Linked DNA regions of Oryctolagus cuniculus: region 1 is linked to region 2. The links are chromatin contacts, called in public Micro-C maps. All regions are on one chromosome and are shown on one strand. Each heading gives the region's core, a stretch centred on a gene start, on an enhancer-like site or on the middle of the called end of the contact. The rest is flanking DNA. Distances are from core to core; before and after follow the strand shown. Region 1 holds the start of FZD7 (frizzled class receptor 7). Region 2 overlaps KIAA2012 (KIAA2012 ortholog).

Region 1 (6,163 bases), core at 1,868-4,367, 110 kb before region 2:
GAATCTGCCACATAAATCATCTCCATAGGATGAGGCCTATACACCTCACACGATGATAGCAGAGCTCTCCCTGTCTTCAGTCTGGACGCCTCTGACTGTCATAACACGGCAAGGTGTTTTAGGGATGAGAACGTGCCCATTTGGAGGAATGGTCAACACCCCCAAACAACTGCGAGCACCAGTCAATGGCAACCTGGCCAACTGGAAATTCCAAGTCCTCAGGGTCAAGGGTTTGGTAAGAGAGGCTGGGAAGGGAAGCGCCTGCTAAAAGCTGTCCTTTCTGGTCTTCCATGAGTCATCCTTCCAGGTAGAGTTTCATTGTCATGGCAGGATTGTGGCAGCAGGAAAGTGGCCATTTTCAAATCCAACCTGCCATCAGAATGTATCTCAACTAGATAAACCTGGGACTTGGCCAAAATAAGTAGCATTTGAAAAACCGGAGCCAATGAATACCAGCACTTTCCTATGGGTTCATACGAAGAGATTTGAAGAAATAAAGGCCTTTGTTATTTGAAAGGGCAGGGAGGACTGGAAGTTTTGCAGCAGTTTCCAAAGAAGACACCAATGAGCAGCTTTGGGAGTTGGGTGTGGAAGGTGTTGCCGGGACAAGAAAATGGATCCTGGACAGAATGTAAACTAATGTTACTGCATTTGTTGGAGAGTCTAAAATAGATCATTTAGCCTCCTCCACTGTGAACCCACTGTCTGTGTTCTAAAATCACAGCATTTTGCATCAGACAAACTATGGAAAGCTACAACACCCCTCATAAACAGCAAATTCTGATCTGGGGGAACAATCTTACATTGATTTTTTTTTTTAAATAGTCTTTCAAAACAAAGCAATCTCAAAAATGTTTGCCTTTGCGTCTGTGTTTTTTGCACTTGTCTGCTTGGGACAGAGCAAGAGAAAACACATCTGTGAGGTTTTCCATCTGGGATGGGTTTTCTGCATCTCATGCATAGGCTGTTATTTTTAAGGGTTTTCTTTTTTCTTTCTAAAGTAGTACCCCTCCTCCCCAACACCGGAGGTATCTGGGGCGATAACAGGAGGAGTCGCAGTTCACCAGCTACACTGGTTTTAGCTGCACTGGAGATGGTATTTTATCTTGTCAGTTTTCATTTTATGTGATGGCAGAGCTTGGTATTTCTCTCTCGATAAGCAAAGATGACTTAGATCAGCGGCCTGATGAATAAGCATGAAAATCTGATTCAGGAAAGGAGGCTATCCTGGAGCTCACAGACAGAAAAAAAGGAATCGAAGCTCCCACCACACACACTTTAAATGACAAAGCAGAGCCGCCCCATTGTCTTTAAACTGCGTCCTCTCCGAAACCGCAACACTCCTGGATGTTAGGGCACAAGGAAATAGTTTAGAAAGGAAAAGGAGAGCCCTTGAAAAAAATACAAGGGAGGAATACTGTTCTATTGCTCTTCATATCACCAAAGTGGGGGGAGGGATCAAAACCAGTCTGAGAGGGAAGGGGTGCCGTAGGGGCCGCAGGGAGGACACACTAGCTACCTCCGAGGGCTTCGGGTCTGGACCCACCGACAGCAGCCGCAAGCGACGCAGAGCCGTCAAGTGGAAGGCAGGGTGTCCAGCGAACCTCAGTGGCAAAACGAAGGGCGCCGATGTCCCCATGGAGGGCAACCCCACGAACTCGGTAGCGATTTCAGGATCAGTTTTTCTCCTTGCAGGAGAAGAAGCGCACTGGGGGCAGCACCCTCGGCCGGCGGCGTTCAGCTCGATCGGAACCCGCTGGGAGCGCGGGCCGAGGGGCCGGCCCGGATAACGATTTGAAAAGCAGAGGATGAAACAGAGGCTCGGCGGCGACTGGGGGGGGGGGAGGGGGGCGGGGGGGCGGCAGTATTTTGATTTTTTTTTTCTTCCTAAACATGTCACTGAAGTCACTTTCCCGCCTGGAATCCCCGCTATACTCGGCCGCCCCGAGAGAACCGGGAGGCCCTCTGGCCACTTGCGACCCCGCGAGCGCCCCGCGCCTGAGGCAGGAGGAAGGTTTACCGAGAACAAAAGAACGCTCGCCAGTCCGGAGGCGCTCCCGAGAACAAGGGGAGCCCCTCTCCGGGTCTGGAGAACGCGTTCAGGAGCAGCGGCCCTGGTTTCTGACACGCATGGCAACTTTCCTGGGCAGATTCCAAATGGAGGATCAGATCATGCTCCCGCAACGGAGACGGGTCCCACCCCCAGGCCACAGGCCCACAGAAGTAAGGGGCACAGGGCCCCGGCAGAGGCTCTGCGAGTCGTACGGAGTGTGCCGGGCACTCGGGCCGGCCCCGTTTCCTACGGCCTCGCCGCGGCCACCTCAGCGGGCGGCGGACTCCCGGGCCGGGAGGAGCGCGGGCGGGACGGCCCGGGGCCCCGCGCCTGGAGTCCCGCGCCGGACCCGCTCCTCGAGGGTCTGCACTTCCTCCCGCCTTCGCTCTCGGCCCCCACGGCTGCCGCCGATTTCTCCTCCGAGGCCACCCCTCCTCCTTTTTACAACCGGGGGAGGGGGTGCGAGGGGACCGCAGCCTTACGCGGTCTGCCCGGCTCCGGAGGGAGAAAAGCAATCCGCAAGGCGCGCCCCCTTCCCACCCCGTCCGGATCCGCACGCTTAGGATCCCGCCACCCAAAGCCCCCGCCAAAGCTCAGCGTTTCCAGCCGGGAAGCGACTGAAGCGGCTCCGGGCCCCCGCTCCCCGGCCGTGGCGCGGCGCTATTCTCGACTCTGAGGCGAATGAGCCCTTCTGCTCAGGAATGTGTGTTTAGTGCACCCGGAAGAGGAACAAATCTTTCAAGTAAATTCCCTTTCTGGTGCGTTTTTCTCCCCTGAGCCAATGCAGGGTAAAAGTTTTTCCCAACTTTTCCCTCCCAGTCCCCCGCCCCTCCCCTCAGGAATCCGCCCAGAGCGCAGCAGTCACCGCCTCCCCCCACCCCCGTTCCCTTGCCCGCCCCTTCCGACTTCCACCCAATCCAGAGGCGGCCCCAGAGAAAACAAAGGCCACCATTGGGCCGCGCCGGGGCGCGGGCACCGCCCCCTGAGTGGTTTGTGAATGGGGGGAGGGGAGGGGGCGGGTCGGCCGGAGCGCTGCGAGCCCGACGCTTCTTCTGGCCACCGGCGCGGCTCCCAGGCGTTACTCGGCGCTCCCTCCCGGCGGCTGGCGGCGGCGGGCGCCGGGACTCGGGGGCCGGGGCTGCGCGAGGCCGGAGAGGCCGGGGCCAGGCCGCGGGCACAGGGGCCTCGCCGCTTCAGACGCCGAGTGACTGTGCTTGCAGCAGAAGTCGCCGGGCTCCAGGCTCTGAGGCGCCGGTGGGACTCAGCGAGAGCCAGCCGTTTGGGGCTGAAACTTGGGGCCGAAGAAGGCGCGGGGCGTGGAGGAGGAGGCGAAGGAGGCGGTGGCGAGCCGAGCCTCGAGGCGAGGAGGCGGAGCAGCACCTCCGAGGCGGCGGCCCCGGCGAGCAGGCGGCGGCGGCGGCGCCGGCTCTGACCTGGCGGGGGCCGGACTTGGAGTGGGGGGCGTGCGCGTCCGTGTGCGCTGGGTTGGGTTGGGGGGAGGGTTCGAGAGACTTCGGCAAACTTTGAAGGGGAGCCGGAGACGCTTGTTGCTCCTCGCCGCAGAGAAAGGCGCACCGTTACGTCCCCGCAGAGAGGGCCAGGCCGTCCCCCTCCGCGCCCCCGGCCCAGACTGACGCGTTTGGGCCCCCGGCGGCCGCGCGAGCGCCGGGCGGAGGCGGCTGCGGCGCCCCCGCGGCGCGGGCACCCCAGCGGCAGCTCCCTCGGCTCCGCGCCGCCCACGGCCCGGCCCCGGCGCCGGGAGGACTCTCATGCGCCGGGCGCGGCGGCGCCTCCCGGCATCCAAGCCTCTCCCAGCCGCCTCATCGCACTCCCTGGGCTGAGAGCGTCGCTGCACTCGCGGCCGGCGATGCGGGGCCCCGGCGCGGCCGCGTCGCGTTCGCCCCTGGGCCTGTGCGCCCTGGTGCTGGCGCTGCTGGGCGCGCTGCCCGCGGGCGCCGGGGCGCAGCCCTACCACGGCGAGAAGGGCATCTCGGTGCCGGACCACGGCTTCTGCCAGCCCATCTCCATCCCGCTGTGCACGGACATCGCCTACAACCAGACCATCCTGCCCAACCTGCTGGGCCACACGAACCAGGAGGACGCGGGCCTCGAGGTGCACCAGTTCTACCCGCTGGTGAAGGTGCAGTGCTCGCCCGAGCTGCGCTTCTTCCTGTGCTCCATGTACGCGCCCGTGTGCACCGTGCTCGATCAGGCCATCCCGCCCTGCCGCTCTCTGTGCGAGCGCGCGCGCCAGGGCTGCGAGGCACTCATGAACAAGTTCGGCTTCCAGTGGCCCGAGCGGCTGCGCTGCGAGAACTTCCCGGTGCACGGCGCCGGCGAGATCTGCGTGGGCCAGAACACGTCCGACGGCTCCGGAGGCCCCGGCGGCGGCCCCACCGCCTACCCCACGGCGCCCTACCTGCCGGACCCGCCCTTCACCGCGCTGCCCCCGGGGGCTGCGGACGGCAGGGGCCGCGCCGCCTTCCCCTTCTCGTGCCCGCGCCAGCTCAAGGTGCCCCCCTACCTGGGCTACCGCTTCCTGGGCGAGCGCGACTGTGGCGCCCCTTGCGAGCCGGGCCGTGCCAACGGCCTCATGTACTTCAAGGAGGAGGAGAGGCGCTTCGCCCGCCTCTGGGTGGGCGTGTGGTCCGTGCTGTGCTGCGCCTCGACCCTCTTCACCGTGCTCACCTACCTGGTGGACATGCGGCGCTTCAGCTACCCAGAGCGGCCCATCATCTTCCTGTCGGGCTGCTACTTCATGGTGGCCGTGGCGCACGTGGCGGGCTTCCTGCTGGAGGACCGCGCCGTGTGCGTGGAGCGCTTCTCGGACGACGGCTACCGCACGGTGGCGCAGGGCACCAAGAAGGAGGGCTGCACCATCCTCTTCATGGTGCTCTACTTCTTCGGCATGGCCAGCTCCATCTGGTGGGTCATCCTGTCGCTCACCTGGTTCCTGGCGGCCGGCATGAAGTGGGGCCACGAGGCCATCGAGGCCAACTCGCAGTACTTCCACCTGGCCGCGTGGGCCGTGCCGGCCGTCAAGACCATCACCATCCTGGCCATGGGCCAGGTGGACGGGGACCTGCTCAGCGGCGTGTGCTACGTGGGCCTCTCGAGCGTGGACGCGCTGCGGGGCTTCGTGCTGGCGCCGCTCTTCGTCTACCTCTTCATCGGCACCTCCTTCCTGCTGGCCGGCTTCGTGTCGCTCTTCCGCATCCGCACCATCATGAAGCACGACGGCACCAAGACGGAGAAGCTGGAGAAGCTGATGGTGCGCATCGGCGTGTTCTCGGTGCTCTACACCGTGCCCGCCACCATCGTGCTGGCCTGCTACTTCTACGAGCAGGCCTTCCGCGAGCACTGGGAGCGCACCTGGCTCCTGCAGACGTGCAAGAGCTATGCCGTGCCCTGCCCGCCCGGCCACTTCCCGCCCATGAGCCCCGACTTCACGGTCTTCATGATCAAGTACCTGATGACCATGATCGTGGGCATCACCACGGGCTTCTGGATCTGGTCGGGCAAGACCCTGCAGTCGTGGCGCCGCTTCTACCACAGACTCAGCCACAGCAGCAAGGGGGAGACTGCGGTATGAGCCCCGGCCCCTCCCCCACACCCTGCCCGCGCCCACCCGCTGTGAGTGGTGGTGGGGGGGGGAGGCGCCGCCGGGAGAGAACTGTCGGGTGGGTAGGGGGGCTTGTTTTGGTCACCACCTTTCCCTCCACCGGGAAACGACCGGGGAGCGAGTTGTTTGCAGAATTGGGGTGGGGGCCGCGGAGGTGGGGGTTGGAAAGGAGGCCTTAGTGGAAAGTGGTTTGGATCAACAGACTTCTGGCAAAGACTTTCAGGCTGATGATGATGGTGGTGGTGGTGGTGAACGGTACGGGCCGGCGTGGGCCCCTGGAGAAGACCAAGACCGGGAGAGACTGCTCTGAGTTCTTGCTGGCTGCAGGCCGGGCGGGCCGAGAGCCATCCCCTGCTGCAAGGCAAGTGGCCGGTCCTCACTGCCGAGCGGCCCCGCGGGAGCGGCCGCTTTGTTGGGAAGAGGGGGGCCTCCTGCAGTGTTCTTGTCAAGCGGTGGTCAAACCATAATCTCTTTTCACTGGGGCCAAA
Region 2 (5,795 bases), core at 912-3,411:
AGCAACCAAAACAAGAAAGCTATAACCTGAGCATAAGATCGGGGTAGCCTATTTAACACGCTCCTTAGACTACACCTGGAGATGGCTCTCTCGGGGAGTCCACATGAGTGCCACCAGTGTGGACATGCTTATAACCTTATGTGCATATATACTAGCCGTGTATGTGTATGATATAGATAAACATTCATGAGACCTAGATCTGACAACCTTGATCCTTCTTCTCTCTCATTTTTCACCACAGCAAACATTGAATCCAGAACTAGTCTTCACGTGGATCTTTTTGAAACCTCACCTTTGACCCAGACGACAGAGGAGCAGGTACAGTGCTGGTTGTGAACGAGCGTGAAGCTTGCTGTGTGATCCTAGGTGAGACCCTTGCTCAGGCTTCCCTGGGCCTCGTGAGCCTAACAGTGAAGTGAGGCAAGCAGAAGACATCACAGTGGCCCCTTTGCTGTTAGACCTGGGATGTCGGAACCCAACTCCTACCTTACCGTAGTTCCCTTACCCATGCAGGATGCGTCGCAAGGCCCTCAGGGAATGCCTAAAGCCATGGATAGCACCCAGCGCTATACAGACTCTCTTCCCTTAGACATGTGTGCTTTTCACTTAAAGAAAGCACGTTAAGTCTTCTCTTTGGCATGAACAAATTGCCAGCGTCACTCCGCGTGCACTCTGGGGCCACTGTGAAGTAGCATAAGGATTACTGGAACACAAGCAGTGCGATACCTTGACAGGGCACCCGACAATGGAGGTGGCCACTGAAAGACTAACGGGCAGGTGGAGTATACAGCGCAGACCCGCCGGACAGAGGGATGATTCGCATGCTGAGTGGGGCCATACCGGGCAGCGTGAGATTTTATCAGGCCACTCAAAATGGCACACAGTTTCAAACATGTGCTTTAGTTCCAGAATCTTCCTTGGGTAACTGAAACCACAGAAAGCAAGACGCAGGTAAGAGAGGGCTACTGTATCGTCCGACTTTCCCGGACTTTTGCAGAAGTCAGAGATCAGGTCAGAAAAAGATACGGTGACACAGAAACTCAGGGAGCCCCGGCTTCCGTTCCCAAAGGGGAGAGAAAATTAGCAATCAGGAAAAGAAATCCAAGGATAATCCTGAAGAAGGGAGGAAAACGCTTCATCTGGGTGGGTTAGTGGTTCAAAGACTTGTGTTCACAAATATTTATAAGTTTGTTACTTCATTGGAAGCTTTGAGGCTGAGCCTGTCTTCAGATTCTCTTTAGAAAGCCCACTCGGGACTTCCTGGAGCCGAAACCAGGGTCTCAGAAAACCTGAGGCACAAGCGGCACACGCAGCTCCAGGGGGCTCTGGGGTCTCTCTCCTTGCTGCGTGCTAGCCTCTGGCGCCATCATCTCCCCATCATCCTCCTCTCCGATTTCCTGGCACAGCCGGGCTTTCTCCTGAGTTTGTTTTCATCTGTGTGCCTGAGCTGGGTTCTGTGGGCCCCCTCTCCCCCCGGGGACGGCTCAGGCCCCCTGTGAGGTGCTCCACACCTGAGCTCCCCTCCCCGCTGGCTGCCGAGGACACTGGCCTTGCCCATGCCTCCCACACCCCAGGTACACACAGCTCTGGGGGACCTGGCAACAGCTGGGTGAAAGAGAGGCTAAGCCATGCCAGATGAGGTCCGCGAAGCCTAGGGTCCCCAGACCCTAAACACGGCTTTTCCCTGCGAGGCTGTGGCAAGCCCACCTGCCGTGGAGGGCCTGTGCCCACCGGAACCAGCTGGGCAGTCCGAATTCCTTCAGAAAGAAGCCAGACAGAAAAGCCCTGGACGGGCAAAGAGAGGCCACCGCCGGCCCCCAACCCAGAGACAGCGGGCTGGGCGGGCAGCGACCGGCGTCTTCCTGGCCTCCCTCACGCCGTTGGCTTCTGCAGGCTAATGGCCCTTTATTAGATTAATCACTGGCCTCCATCTTAACTACTTCCTCAACCTACTCCACGTAAATGACTAATTTCATGTTTACTACAGAGCATCTGGAAAGGATTTAGAAACAAATTTCTGCCCAGCAGACTTCATTCAGTTCCCTACCTTGATGGGCCACTGGCGAAGGCGGCAGGTCGCTGCCCCCCGGGGCCGCCCCAGTCTGCTGCGGGCGAAGATACCGCCCACCGTGGACCCTCCCCACTCCTCCGCCCCAGTCTCCCTGAGCTCAGCCACAGGGGGCAAAAAAAAGCCTTCGTTTTATTTTTAATCACAGTGCCCGCTGGGGGGCGGAAATCCCAAAGGTGGAGTATTTTGGTATCAGCACCCTTTCAGAAGTCACAGGGCTGGAACTGGAAAAGGATCCCTGGCAGGGGGTTGAGCCTACAAAGCTGGGGCCGCGCAGTTGCCCAGCTCTGCAGGCCGCCTCCGGGTGCCTCCTGCTGGCGGGATCGGAAACTGCGGCTCGGTCTCCCCGCGGCGGCCGTGGGCGAGCGTGGAGCTGGCGCTCGGATCCCTAGCGCGCGGGTGGCGAGCTGCCGGCCGGAGCTCCCCTGGCAGCCCCTCCACGCCTGGGCCGGGGATCCGGGCCGCGGCCAAGGGAAATCCGTCGAGCGAAGTGCGAGCAACAACTGAATCAGCAACTTCCCCGGAGTTTGGAAGAGGGGCTGCAGTCGGAGGGGCGAGGGGTGGGGAGGGGAGGCGGGGGAAGAAAGCTACAAGGGAAATGTGGAGATGAAAAGAGCAATGAAAAAAGCCAAAGGAGCCAAGCAGACATGTTTCAACTCCAAGCTCCCATTTCCTCTTTCAAATGCGCTGCCTCCCCACTGTGACCAGAATCAAGTATTTATGAAGGCATTTTTTGCATATTAATAGCTGCACGTGGAGCCCCGGCTGCTCGCGAGTCCTGGAGGTACCGTGCCCTTTCTTGAATGCAGGTCTTTCAGACTCCTCGCAGCATTCGGTGTTGTGCGGATCCGTTTCCCTTTCAGCCTTGCGGCTCCTCCTCTGGCCCTTCGTTTGATTAAGGGATGGCTTCAGAGCGGAGTCTTGCTCCCACTTGGGTCACCGACAGGAATGGCTCCACAAGCTTTCCCTCTCCGTGTGTGGAGGCCGCAGGGGAGAGAAAGTGACCGTGCCCGGCAGCGAGAGTACTGAAGGGGTAAACGAAAATTCCAGAAGGAAGCATTAGACAGCGCTGCCATGCCGGGAGAAAGAAAACCAAAACAAAAAGTGACTGCACTGCCTTCAACATTACTACGTGTGTGCAGTAAAGGTTGCATTCCATTTTAAAATGCAAACATGGAGAACCAGTTAGAAAAATAAGCAAACGACATGAGCAATTCAAATCAAAAAATAATATGGGAAAACAAATATGGCAAAATGGCTCATCCTGCGTAGCAATTTAAATGCCTATTGAGACAAACTAGAGATACTATTTTTATACTTGAGATTCATGCCTCCTCCCATGGTTTTTAATGGTAACACCCAGTGCTGCCAAGGTTTGGGTAAAACTAGGACACTTTCACTTCTGGCAGATGGTAATTTGGTGCAACCCATTTGTTTTTCTTTTTTTTTTTTTTCTAAGATTTGTTTTCTTTATGTGAAAGAGACTTACAGAGAGATGTAGAGACAGAGGGTCTTCCATCTACTGGTTCCCTCCCCAAATGGCTGCCATGGCTGGAGCTGGGTCAATCCAAAGCCAGGAGCTTTTTCTGGGTCTCTGACGTGGGTGCAGGAGCCCAAGGACTTGAGCCATCTCCCGCTGCTTTCCTCTGCTTTCCCAGGCACATAAGTAGGGAGCTGGATGGAGCAACCAGGACTCGAACCGGGGTCCATATGTGATGCCAGCGCTGCAGGCTGGGGCTTTAACCCACTGCACCACATTTGTTGAGCAAAATGCTGATATGACTCGTGAGTTGTATTGAAATGCGAAGATGTACCCACACACATTGATTCCACATTTCTGACTTCTGGGAACTTACCCTAAGGAAATAATGGAGCAGAGGAAAGTGAGTGAGGATGTCCATTGCAGCATTATCTATAGCAGCGGAAATTAGAAACAGCCTAGGAGTCTGAGCTCAGGGAAACGATGACCTCAGTGCCAACAGAGCCCTCTCAACGAGGGGGTTTGATTCAACCCTTAAAAAGGGTGAGTGTTCAAACTAGAAACTCATTTTTTATTTAAAGATGTATTTATTTGAAAAGCAGAGTTACAGAGAGGCAGAGAGAGAGAGGTCAGGCCTCCATTGCCAAGCTGGCTCACTCCCCAGATGGCCGCAACAGCCAGAGCTGGGCTGAAGCCAGAAGCCTGGAGCTTCCTCCAGGTCTCCCACACAGGTTGCAGGGGCTCAAGGACTTGGGCCATCTTCCACTGCTTTCCCAGGCCACAGCAGAGAGCTGGATCAGAAATAGAGCAGCCGGGACTAGAACCGGCGCCCATATGGGATGCCAAGCGCTGCAGGCCACTCCACCCACTACACCACAGCGCCGACCCTACTAGAAACTCATTTTATTTTTTTTTTTACTTTTATTTTTTCCCAAAGAAACCTTTTATTTAATGAGTACAAATTTCATAAGTACAACTTTAGGAGTACAGTGATTCTTCCCACCATACCCCCCACCCCCACTCTCACCCCACCTCCTCCTCCCTCTCCCATTCCCTGTCCCATTCTCCATTAAAATTCATTTTCCATTAACTTTATGCACAGAAGACCAACTCTATACTAAGTGAAGATTTCAGCAATTTGCGCACACACACCAAAAAAACTGCTTGAGAACAAGTTTTACAGTAGAAACTCATTTTAAACTAACGATCGAACACAGCGTTTCTTAATCTCCACACCTCTGACATTTGGGCCCAGGTGTTCTTTTGCTTTGGAGGAGCTTTCCAGTGCATTGTGGGAAGTAGAGCAGTGTCCCTGGTTGTCCCCAACTCGGTGCCACCCCAGTTGTAATCATCAAAAATGCTTCTAGACCGTGTTAAATGTCCCCAGAGGAGCAGCATCACCCCTTGTTGAGAGCCACAGATTTAACATTTTAAAAGTGGAAAGCAAAATAAGTCAATTATGACTCCAACTATGTAAAAAAAAAAAAACTGTAAGAAAACAAAAAGTGCAATCATCTTTATGAGAAATTAGGGACGCGTTGGGTTGAATTTTATTTTTCCCCCATTGGGTTGCCTTTTTTCTAAATGCTCCCTGTAAGAAGGAAGGCTGGATCCTGCAAAGAGCGGGGTTTAATTGAAGTCTGGCTTAAAAAGATCTAGAAATCACAGTGTGTGGGTCTGCAGCAAGCATACAATATGCAAGCTCAACAGAGCTCAAACCCTAGCACCATGGTTTTGTTAAGCTGACTACTGTTTTCATTGATTGGGTTTTTGCTAGGCTGTCGAATCAGGCCATCAGAATTCACCTGGTAAGGCTCTCAACTTTTTTTTTTTTTTTTTAACATTTTATGCCTCTTTTTCTACAAAGTTTGACTGCCCACCTATGAAGTTCTCTGGTGCCTCCAGATCCATCTGTGTAAGCTTCGGACCAGGGTAGCCTGGAGCCCAGTGGTCTGTGGAGCTGTCAGTAAAAAGCATCAAAAAGCCAACTCAACTCTTAATTAAATTTCCCAGGGTCCTTTGCATCTCCTTGTTTAAAACGAGGAAGAAAGCATCTCACCGGTTCCCACGTTGTTAATGTTCTCCCTGTGTCAGTCTACTTCCAAGTGAGGGAGAGCAAACATCCTTTGCCACGCGGCTTTATCTTGGGTTAACATCCTTTGCCACGCGGCTTTATCTTGGGTTCTGTTTTGTGGCTTTGTGGGGATTCGAGCTTCAGCAGTGTCCTAAAAATCCTGTTAAATTGGA

Evidence for each region. Hi-C and Micro-C count contacts between places; a contact is called where the count stands out from the background.
Region 1: a contact with region 2 is called in a Micro-C map of ear pinna, with 4 times the contacts expected there. The contact joins the promoter of FZD7 here to the enhancer-like site in region 2. A contact is called at or near these places in 3 of 6 Hi-C or Micro-C datasets (ear pinna, psoas muscle and skin fibroblasts).

Annotation. Positions count from the first base shown.
Region 1 is chr3:37,924,589-37,930,751 of mOryCun1.1, reverse strand. It overlaps FZD7 (frizzled class receptor 7), which reads left to right and starts at 3,117. Exons shown (of 1, transcript XM_051848296.2): 1 at 3,117-6,163. The coding sequence starts at 3,921. The coding sequence ends at 5,645.
Region 2 is chr3:37,815,602-37,821,396 of mOryCun1.1, reverse strand. KIAA2012 (KIAA2012 ortholog) reads left to right here. Exons shown (of 19, transcript XM_070069872.1): 9 at 242-318. Among named protein-coding and RNA genes, the nearest start is that of KIAA2012, 40 kb to the left of the region's middle. Within about 2 kb of position 2,161, at least 3 of the 8 cell types and tissues checked have an H3K27ac peak or open chromatin away from gene starts, as enhancers often do. A contact at or near this core is called in ear pinna, where this site is marked.